3 separate regions of the Danio rerio genome follow, and all the other regions are linked to region 1. Evidence: chromatin contacts called from public Hi-C and Micro-C data. All regions are on one chromosome and are shown on one strand. Each heading gives the region's core, a stretch centred on a gene start, on an enhancer-like site or on the middle of the called end of the contact. The rest is flanking DNA. Distances are from core to core; before and after follow the strand shown.

Region 1 (3,286 bases), core at 583-3,082:
TATGAAAATTAGGGTTGCGCTGGTCTGAATATAGCAACAAATCACGCCACGCCTTGTACCGTATTGCGCAGACTGTATGATAGGGCTCAATGACCACCATGAAAACAACTGGTTATGCTACAGGAAATAAAAAAAAAATTAAGTAATGCGAACTGGACTACCAAATTGAAGTATAAAAATAAAAGAATCAGGTGTCAACAGCTAGCTGAAAATACTGGGGAAAATAATGTGTTTTTATTTGACTACTGCACTAATTGTGATTGCTAAGGACGTACTCACACTATGTACAGTTGCCTTAAACCGGGCCAAAGCACGCTTGTCCCCCCTCCCGTCTCCTCTGATGGCCCACACTCACATTATATTCGGGCCTGGGCACGCTTACGTCATCGATGATGCGCTGGTCAGAAGCGCTCTCGCTCAGCACAGTGGAGATTTCTCTAGTTATATCGTTTAAGTCGTTTGACATGCCGTGACACGCTGTGAAATATTTCACCGAACAGATCAGCCATTTTTGACGCTCATAAACAATCAAAGTCCTCGTGCTGCAGCAATTAGGAGGTTTGCTGAAGGGGTCAGCTGGGTGCAGGGTGGCTGCTGTCGTGCAGAGAGGGGTTTGCGTCTTTAATAAATTACGACAATTTGCGTTTATTGAACAAAAAGAATGATTAATAAACACATATGAAACAGTCCCTAAAAGTCACGTCTCCCTTTCAGTTTCAAAGCCCAAGTGAACCGCACTCACCTCTTCCAACCTGGCCAGGGCTGGTCAAGTGAACTGTGCCTGAGCTCGATTCAGAGCACTCACACTTCTCAAACAATCCGGGAAACGGGCCTGAGCACGGTTCGGATAGCATGGTGTGAGTACGCCCTAAGTTCACCATTTGACTGGATTGATTGGAAAAGCTATATTCACTTAACAGATGTGCTTGTAGCACAACAAGGACAATCTAAAAATAAAGAGATCGTTATCATTCATCTGTGGGATTGCAAATATTTTTATCATGATATTTATAGTTATAGTGCTCGGTGTGAACATGCCTTAACGGTCATGCACATCTATCAGGTGCATGTTTACATAAGAAAACAATGGAAGAGTTGCACATTAGAAGGGAAAAACAAGCTCTCTGTGAGTTGCCATTTAGCCTGTAGGGTGCTGCTTTTAGGAATTCAATATGGACACAAACACCAAAGCGAAGCAATAGAGATCCTGATTCCCTTCCAAATGTTACATTTTACTCAGTTGCTTCTTTCTATTCCTGTATTTTCTTGTCTGAACATTTTTGTGAAGTCTTTCCTCATACTAAAGTGCCCCGGGTCTCAGAATCTCACACATTTCACTGCATTTCTTATCATAAATAACAAAGTTTAATATAGGAACCGAAAGTCACTGATTTTGTTTTACAGTAAATGACTCTGGCTGATGGGAAGTGAGCCTAGCTATTTCCACCCTGGAGACACACTATTTAAGCCATTTTCATCTGTGTGGCCTTGAACCGATGGGCAATTCAGTCGCACATAATCGCTGCAGTTCCTTGCAGATTCTCCCCTGTGAGCCTCATGACTGATCTTAATTAATTACCCAATCTGGATCCTTAAAATGCAGTCTGCGGACTGTACTGAAACTCACATAGTCCCAACCCAGGCCTCTAGCTGAGTCAAAGTATTTATGTTTCTTGGTGTCTATATCTGTCATTATCTACTTGTACCGTAATGAGACATCAGTTAGTAAGCTGAGCCTTAGTTCTGATATGAGTCTACTGTAAAGTGTCGTTTCACTTTCATACAGCCTGAATCAGTCAGATGGACGAGTTTGCACAACTACAGTACGTGCCATTTCACTTCCTGCTGGAAAGTTAGCCTGTGAAAAGATTACTGGCAGAGCTCAGTTACAACATTTCAGACACAACATCACAGCACTTCTGAAGGACAGCGTGTACCGAACATTCTGACCTTTCTTCTTGGAGTTTTAATAAAGGTGCCTTAATTAATAAAGGTTAAGCAATATATTGTTTTTACTGATTAATCAGCACCAATAGTTGCCTTGTGGAGTACTGTGGGGTTAATTGTTTAATGGTATAGTGATTGATATCAGAGAAATTATTGGTTAACCTCTATAAATGACTTGTGCTTCAGATGTTGGCCCCAGTCGTGAGATGATATTGTAATGGTGTCCCAAAAATTCTCCAGACTATTAATCATGTTCACAGAAAGGTTAGTAATGAACATTTATACACAAGTATTTTTTTGTGTATAAAGCATCTGTTTTGAGAGAAATGCTTCTAATATGATAAGTGAACAACCCATACAGCTTTACCTTGACATTTCCTCGAGAATGACGTAAATTTCAACTTTCTGTCATACATCATTGGAGTACCATTGGTACCCTTTGGCAGTGGAGACACAAGTCTGATAAAGGTGACCTGTACTGAACCATACCGTACCGTACCACTCAGTGGAAATGGGCAAATAGTTGACCTTCTTGACACTTGTTTTGACATTTTCAGATTTTCACAGAGATAACATTGTAGTCCTCCTTTGAATCTGAACTATGCTGATGCATAGGCATTTTGTACACTCTCATTTGAATTTAATGTTACAGTCACCAAAATGGCATATTTCGGATTGAAGCTGTCAATGGGACAGTTACATAGAGTTATCAAAAATTCATCCCAGGCTCTTTCTAAAAATGTACCTCTATATACATTTCTGAAGAGCACCAAAAACATCCCATACCTCAAATTTCTCTCGCAAGTACCATTCGTACATAGGCATGGGACGATAACCGTTTTCATGGTATATCGCTGTTTGGAAAAGTCAAAGTTTCAAAACCGCCAAAATTTTCTGTAATAGCGTTCCTAAGATATGTGTAAGATTTTTTATTTAATTCTTTTTTTGTTTTAAAAAAAAAAAAAATATATATATATATATATATATATATATATATATATATATATATATATATATATATATATATATATATATATATATATATATATCAAAACCATTATAAATTGTAAAGAAATCAGTGTTTTAAACTAATGACGACAGCAGAAGTCAATGATTTCAATTAGATTATTTAGCCTGACATGTTTACTGCTCCAAAATATATAAAAAAAAAAAAAAAGGTTGTGGTCAAAGGGGTTTAGATGTTTAGTTTTTTTACCCAGACAATTAAATTGAATATATTTTAGAGCAGTGAGCACAATACTGTCATATTGTATACTTGAGATATTTTCACCCAAGGTTATCATACCGTCAGAATCTTATACCGGTCCATGCCTATTCG
Region 2 (3,286 bases), core at 333-2,832, 170 kb before region 1:
ATCTGACTTCAACTGTATACAGTATGGTTGCCAATGTAAACTGTATATCATCTGGTGGTGATGTTTGGTACTCAGGCCAAGCAAAATGCTACTGAAAGCTGTATTTAAGGTGTCTACTTAATGTTTGTTAAAACATTTAGCTTTAATTTTTAGGCTAATTATTTAATTTTATTACTATTGTTTTTTAATAATTCAATTAGGCAAAAACAGGTTTTGTAAAATACATATTTTTTATAATATAATACAATGTAAATTCTTTTTTTTTTTTTTTTATAAGGTTACAGGCAAATAACCTAAAAAAAATTTTTTTTTCACCTCGTAAAATCTGACAAGTGTCTTCTTTAAAATAAGACCAAGCTTAAGTCTGCAATTAAAGTGTTGAAAATCATTTGCAGACATTTATTGAGCATCTCATTTTCACGTCTATGTTTATAAAATTGGGACTAACAGTTAAGGGCTTTAATTATTAACTGGGAAATGGTAGGAATTTCCATATGGGACAACACTAAATTCATACTCTACATAGTTGAGTCTATAAGTGCAGGGTTTATGGTGTGTCATTTGGGATGCATCTCATGTCATGTTGGAATAGGCGCTGTTTTGTAGCATATGGTGGACCAACAGCATTCGAGGAAAGTTGTCATGCGTTTTGGCTTATCTGTTTATATCAGGGGTGCTCAAACTCGGTCCTGGAGGGCTGGTGTCCTGCATAGTATAGCTCTAACTTCCTTCAACACACCTGCCTGGAAGTTTCTAGTGTACCTCAAAAGAGCTTGATTAACAGGCTCAGGTGTGTTTAATTGGGGTTGGAACTAAAATATGCAGGACACCAGCCCTCTAGGACCAAGTTTGGGTACCCCTGGTTTTTATCAAGCTAAAGCTACTCAAACAAGAAGACATCTAGGATAGGATTTGATTTTGTCCATAAGTCATCGATTGAATTGTTGTATTATGCGGTTTGCTATTGGTCGATCCCATGTGAGTGACAGTTGATCCCCCCTCAGACCCCTAAACATGATCAGAGATAAGAAGAGATGTTGTGCTTGAAGCTTATGAGGTGCTTAAATTCCAAAATGTACATCATTTGTAAAATAAAACACTGCAATTATGTTTATAAAAAATAAAAATTTAATTTTATGCCAACTTTAAGATTGTTTAAGATTACACAAATGGAGATTGTATAGTTTGACGGGCATGACTAGGCAAGTCATTTTCCAAATCTGGAAACAGTGGGCATGTTGGTCACACACACATACACTAACCGCTCTGACCACTTCAGGCTGTCTTCACACTCCTCGCTCGTCCTGTCTTGAAAACTACTCCTCAAGGGAATGGACACCAGTTTTGTGTTGCATGGGTGCGTTCTGGTGTCTTATTGCACTTTACACCTGATAAAGGCACGTCGATTGGCTTAATCACAGGCACTAAAAAATTTAGATGGTAACTAAGCTGAGTTTTATGTAATGTACAAGCATTTTGGCAGACTGAAGTTTGAACAACTATATTAACAAAGGAAAATGTTGTAAAGTTTTGAACATTATATATCCTGACCACTGGGATATTTGCTAGATTTAGAGCTGACATGGTTGTTGGTTTATTTGATGTACACAGGGGGGCAGATCTGAGTCGTGTTTGATCTGCTGGTGGCCTTTTTCTATGAGTATTTACTAAAATGATTGAACAGTTTCACTGCATTCATGGTTAAATGTTTCTAGAAGATCAGTGGTAAAGTATTGTTTGTGTTAGTAAGTATTTCTGATAATAGGGAGTAATATCATCAAAAAAGACTTAAAGAGCTAGGCCTACTTTAACTTGGTTAAAGTTTAATAAATATTCCTTTAAGACTCCTTATGCCTAAGAAACATTTGTTAGGTACAATTATAGATAGATCACAGGTTAAATATCATTGTTCTAACTTGTAGGCTGCAGATAAATAGACGACACACTTTTTTCCCCTTGTAATTAGCAAGGATGCATTAAATTGTGACAGCAAAAATGTTTTATTTTTATTTCTTCTTCTACTACTATTACTACTACTACTACTACTACTACTCTTACTACTACTACTACTACTACTACTCTTACTACTACTACTACTACTACTACTACTACTACTACTACTACTACTACTCTTACTACTACTACTACTACTACTACTCTTACTACTACTACTACTACTACAACTACTACTACTACTACTACTAATAATAATAATAATAATAATAATCGTATTAATTGTAACAAAATTAAATCAGATAATCCTGCAAAAAAGCTGTTTCCACAAAGTATTTAATAATAATATAAAAATATATTAAATAAAATAATAATAATAATAATAATTATTATTATTATAAATGTTTCTTGATCAGTAAATCATCATATTAGAATAATTTCTAAAATATCATGTGACACTGAAGTAGGGCTGCACAATATTGGAAAAATCTGACACTGCAATATTTTGTTTTGCTGCGATTTATATATTGTGATATGAATAAAATGTATGATAAGACATTCATATGAACATTTTGATGTTTTAAATAGCTCTATTTGGGAAATTTTTATTCATTTAGGTCAACTGGGATTATAAAGTCTTTTTCTATGCGGTGCATCTGCAAAAAGTACGCCTTAAAAATAACAAGCAAAAATAAATAAATAAACAGTGCTTTATGATTTTCTGAAGAGTCTAACAGTATTCAAGGTTAGAAATTGACAATCAATGTAAAATAACAGTCATATTATACAAATAGTTACATTTCCGGGTTTTTCAGTAGTGGAAGGCTTCACAGCTAGGTAAACTCAGATTGCAGTGAATGGGAGAGTACACCAAATATTTTTTTTACAATCTTATTTGTTTAAATAATAAAAGAAAAACTACTGGATGTTGTTGTTCAGAAAAAGGAAAAATAAATGTGGGAGACTGATAACCAAGGGAGTGAATAACGTCAAATAAATTTATACTCCGCCCTATAGACTATGCATTAGAAACACCTCACATAAGCGGTGAATCATTTTTTTTTTTTGTAATTTGAAGCAAAGATGATGCATGAAGATAAAAACGTATAAATGTTCATACAATTTTTAAAAACCTAATAAAATTTAAAACTTTCAAGGATTTAACATTATGATGATCGTTAAACATGTCATCTTGTAAAGAGGGTCCATTGCTTGTGGTTAAATATTTCTTGTAGTTTGTATTATAAAATATGTTTGTACATACTCCTCTTCTATATGTTCGGTCACTTACAGGCATCCTGGTGATTCAGCAGGATTTGATTTGGTATATTTT
Region 3 (3,286 bases), core at 206-2,705, 140 kb after region 1:
ATGGGTGTTTAAGGCCATTTCGGTCATCATACAGTAAACATCCATCATATTCTCATCAGTGACATGCATCTAAACAGTCTCTGGGTCAATGCGTGTAAAAATTTTTGACAATTTTTGGGCATTTTTTTAATGCTTCCAAACAGTTTGCAGTAATTAAAAAAAGTAAAAGTACACATTTTTAAATTACTTAGTAAATTACAACTCCTGTGAAAACTACTCAGTTACAGTAGCTTGAGTATTTGTAATTAGTTACTTCACACCACTGACCACATGACTGAACTGCAGTCTTGGTTTATCTGCTATTTCTCTCTGTAAAGCCTATAATGCATAATTCTAGACATCGGTTTTGTATAAAAAAGTCTTACCTCTGATTTATTTGGTGATGATGTCTGTGGGTATCACCATTCAAAATTAAAGCACTTTTTTATTTTATTGCTCAATGCCATAAATTAAAATAAGGATGCATGATAGCTGAGTGGGATTCTGCAAAATAAACACTCGCACGCGACTTGTTTTAGCTATTTTGGTCTGTTTAGAAACTTTGCCGTCGGAAAGCGAACCACACCAAGCACAAAAAGCAACATTGTAACAATTTTAATCCCTGTTTAGAAACAAAACAATCGATTAACTGGTGTGAAAGCCCCCTAAAAATACCTTATTTTGGAGCAGTAATCACAATAACGAGATATTTTCATGCAAGGATATCATACCGTCATAATCTTTTACTGGCCCATGCCTGTTATGGACTATGAAAAAAATGTGTTGGTTTATATTAATAGTCGTTACAACAATACAAAGTGTGAAACACTTTTGCGAAGCTTGAGAAAAATGTACATTTTGTAAAACATTTTTACCCATCATAAGACAATTATATATTAAAAACACTTTTACCAGTCCCAAAATAAAACAATGACAGATTTTTTAGGGAAAAGGAATGTATCATAAACCGGAAGTGATGCGGTGAAAGGTGGTGTTGTCGTTGGTGGTGAGCGCAGTAAATTCGTGTTGTTGAGTACATGCCGTAAATAAAATTTATGGTGACCGAGCATGGACTGAGGTCTAGGGATGTTTTGCAGCAAACACATAAGCAGCCTAACGCGTTTTTGCTTTACATGTGGTCGGTGTTTGGAGTTTCTAAAGGGCGCAGACTAGACATACTGCATCAATGTGTTCAATATGTTAGGGAATGCTTAAGAGATTGGCAGATTTGTCACTTTTTCACAGCAACAAAACATGCCCATACCAAATAAACATTATTACTTATTACTTGGTGTCAGTGTCGTTGTAAACATTATTGATTTTAATATGTGTAGCAGAAAAGTATATAATGACATGGGACATATGATCCCAAGTCAGAAAGTTCAGCATGAGTGTCGACCTATCTAACTGAGCTGTTCAAGACTACATGTTGAGTTCAGTTTTGATATCTTTATCAGTCAACATATGCTGTGCCTTGATTGTGGACTGTATCTACAAAGTCACACACGAGCCGATATTTTCCGGTGTAAAGAATCTGTCATTGTACATTTGTTTAAGGACTGGTAAAAGTGTTTTGCTCGTATATAATTGTGTCTTATGATAGGTAAAAAAGTTTTCCAAAATGTTGTTTTACACTTTTGCCTACATAGTCTTTGCCTTTATAATCAGAAAGAGCTTTATAGGGTGTATGCAGAGCTAGTGTTTCTTCCCTTACTGATAAACTTCTGGTGAATGATTAATGTGACTTTTTTCCATTTTATACGGTTCCTTTTACAGCATCGATGCTGTATTGTAATTAAAATACAATCAGTTAAATAGACTTTGGCATTTATTTAGTTACTCAATCGTAAAACAAAAAGCCTTTTTCTCGCACGCACCCGTAAGGATCGGCAGGCTAGCGCAATAGCTCCATTGAATATACTGGGGTAAAATAAATGTTCATATTTTAAAGACATGGTGAGGAAAAATGTAATTTAATGCAGTGCTGCATGTACAATCTGAGACTCACTTTATATCGGATATCAATCAGCAAGTGGAGATCACCGATTTTAAAAGAAAACAGAACTTAAACGCGTCACTTTTGTAATGGCATACAGTTTACTGAAAGCGCTTAACCCAAGTTACTGACAAATTAAAAGTCCTTCTGCATACTTGCGTATATACACTATTGCAAGGTATGTTCACACATATGAGGAATTTGTTTTCCTGACAGAGCATCTACAGTGGAACAGAATTACAGAGACAGAACAAAAAACAAATAATACATATATTTAAAAATACAAGTAAGTAGTGAATCCAAATATACAAGTGTACAAGGCATGTACAGGTATATAGTCATTTTTATTTGGTTCACACTTTACAATAATATTTCATTTCATCAATTATTGCATTTACTAACATTAAAAATATTTTTAGAGCATTTATTAATCATACTGCAGTAGGCTAATGCCTTAAAATCCAAATCAATGCTTGTTAGCAATGTTAATATGAACTTACAATGAACATGAACACATTTATAAACATAAAACACATTTATTAGCTAACATCAACAAATAATGTAATGAACGTGTTGTTCAGTGTTTGTACATGTTAGTAATTGCAATGACTAATACAACCTTATTGTCAAGTGTTATCTTTATTTTAATTGTTTGCATAGTTCCTAAAATAAAAAATTGTTTTAATTTAAAAGGTAAACTAAAGGAGTCGGTTCATTTCTAAAAACAACAACAACAACATAGTAATATAAACATTTTAGGGGCTTTTAGCAGCTGACTACTAACTCACAGCTCTGCAGCTCCCTTTTAAACATCGGATCTTCTGAGATGCTTTAGCAGCACCAAGGGGCCAGTGTGTGCATTACTGAAGCTCATCCTGAGTCATTGAGAATGTTAAATTGAAGACACACAGGCTCCCTGGGCGCACAAAGAACACCTGATCATTTCAGCAGTGTAAAATGAAACTTATTCTCCGTTTCAAAATACATGTAGGTTGAACTGTAAGGGCATGAAGTTCAGAAGTGGGTTATTGCTTCTTTTTCACTTACTCTGAAATGAAAGCCAGCAAGCAGTGTTGGTGTTGCAAACTGAAACCAAAACTATTCAAAACTTTGTCCTGCATGGCAACTAAAGTTGAAGAGTTACTAAACAGTTATTAAAACTAAAATGAAGGTACAGTACTCAGCATTTTATCTATTATTTATTTATAGCCACATCGGCAACTTATGGCTGTTTTGTTGCAAAATGGATGTACATAAAACTATTACATGACAAAAACAAATTATTATTACAATAAAAAGTTACTTAGACAA

What was found. A called contact is a pair of places that touch in the nucleus more often than the background predicts.
Region 2: a Micro-C map of caudal fin shows a contact between it and region 1, with 5 times the contacts expected there. The contact joins two enhancer-like sites. A contact is called at or near these places in 1 of 18 Hi-C or Micro-C datasets (caudal fin) and 1 of 4 datasets of contacts at active chromatin or transcription factors (caudal fin).
Region 3: a Hi-C map of an unstated tissue shows a contact between it and region 1, with 2.0 times the contacts expected there. The contact joins two enhancer-like sites. A contact is called at or near these places in 3 of 18 Hi-C or Micro-C datasets (caudal fin, hematopoietic stem cells and an unstated tissue).

Annotation. Positions count from the first base shown.
Region 1 is chr13:19,867,902-19,871,187 of GRCz12tu, reverse strand. The region is part of intron 2 of marchf8 (membrane-associated ring finger (C3HC4) 8); the gene reads left to right. It also overlaps a transcript of vdac2 not described here. Among named protein-coding and RNA genes, the nearest start is that of marchf8, 130 kb to the left of the region's middle. Within about 2 kb of position 1,832, at least 9 of the 62 cell types and tissues checked have an H3K27ac peak or open chromatin away from gene starts, as enhancers often do. A contact at or near this core is called in caudal fin, where this site is marked.
Region 2 is chr13:20,041,152-20,044,437 of GRCz12tu, reverse strand. All of the region lies in intron 2 of zfand4 (zinc finger, AN1-type domain 4), which reads left to right. Among named protein-coding and RNA genes, the nearest start is that of zfand4, 13 kb to the left of the region's middle. Within about 2 kb of position 1,582, at least 6 of the 62 cell types and tissues checked have an H3K27ac peak or open chromatin away from gene starts, as enhancers often do. A contact at or near this core is called in caudal fin, where this site is marked.
Region 3 is chr13:19,727,365-19,730,650 of GRCz12tu, reverse strand. It overlaps a transcript of vdac2 not described here. Among named protein-coding and RNA genes, the nearest start is that of vdac2, 14 kb to the right of the region's middle. Within about 2 kb of position 1,455, at least 5 of the 62 cell types and tissues checked have an H3K27ac peak or open chromatin away from gene starts, as enhancers often do.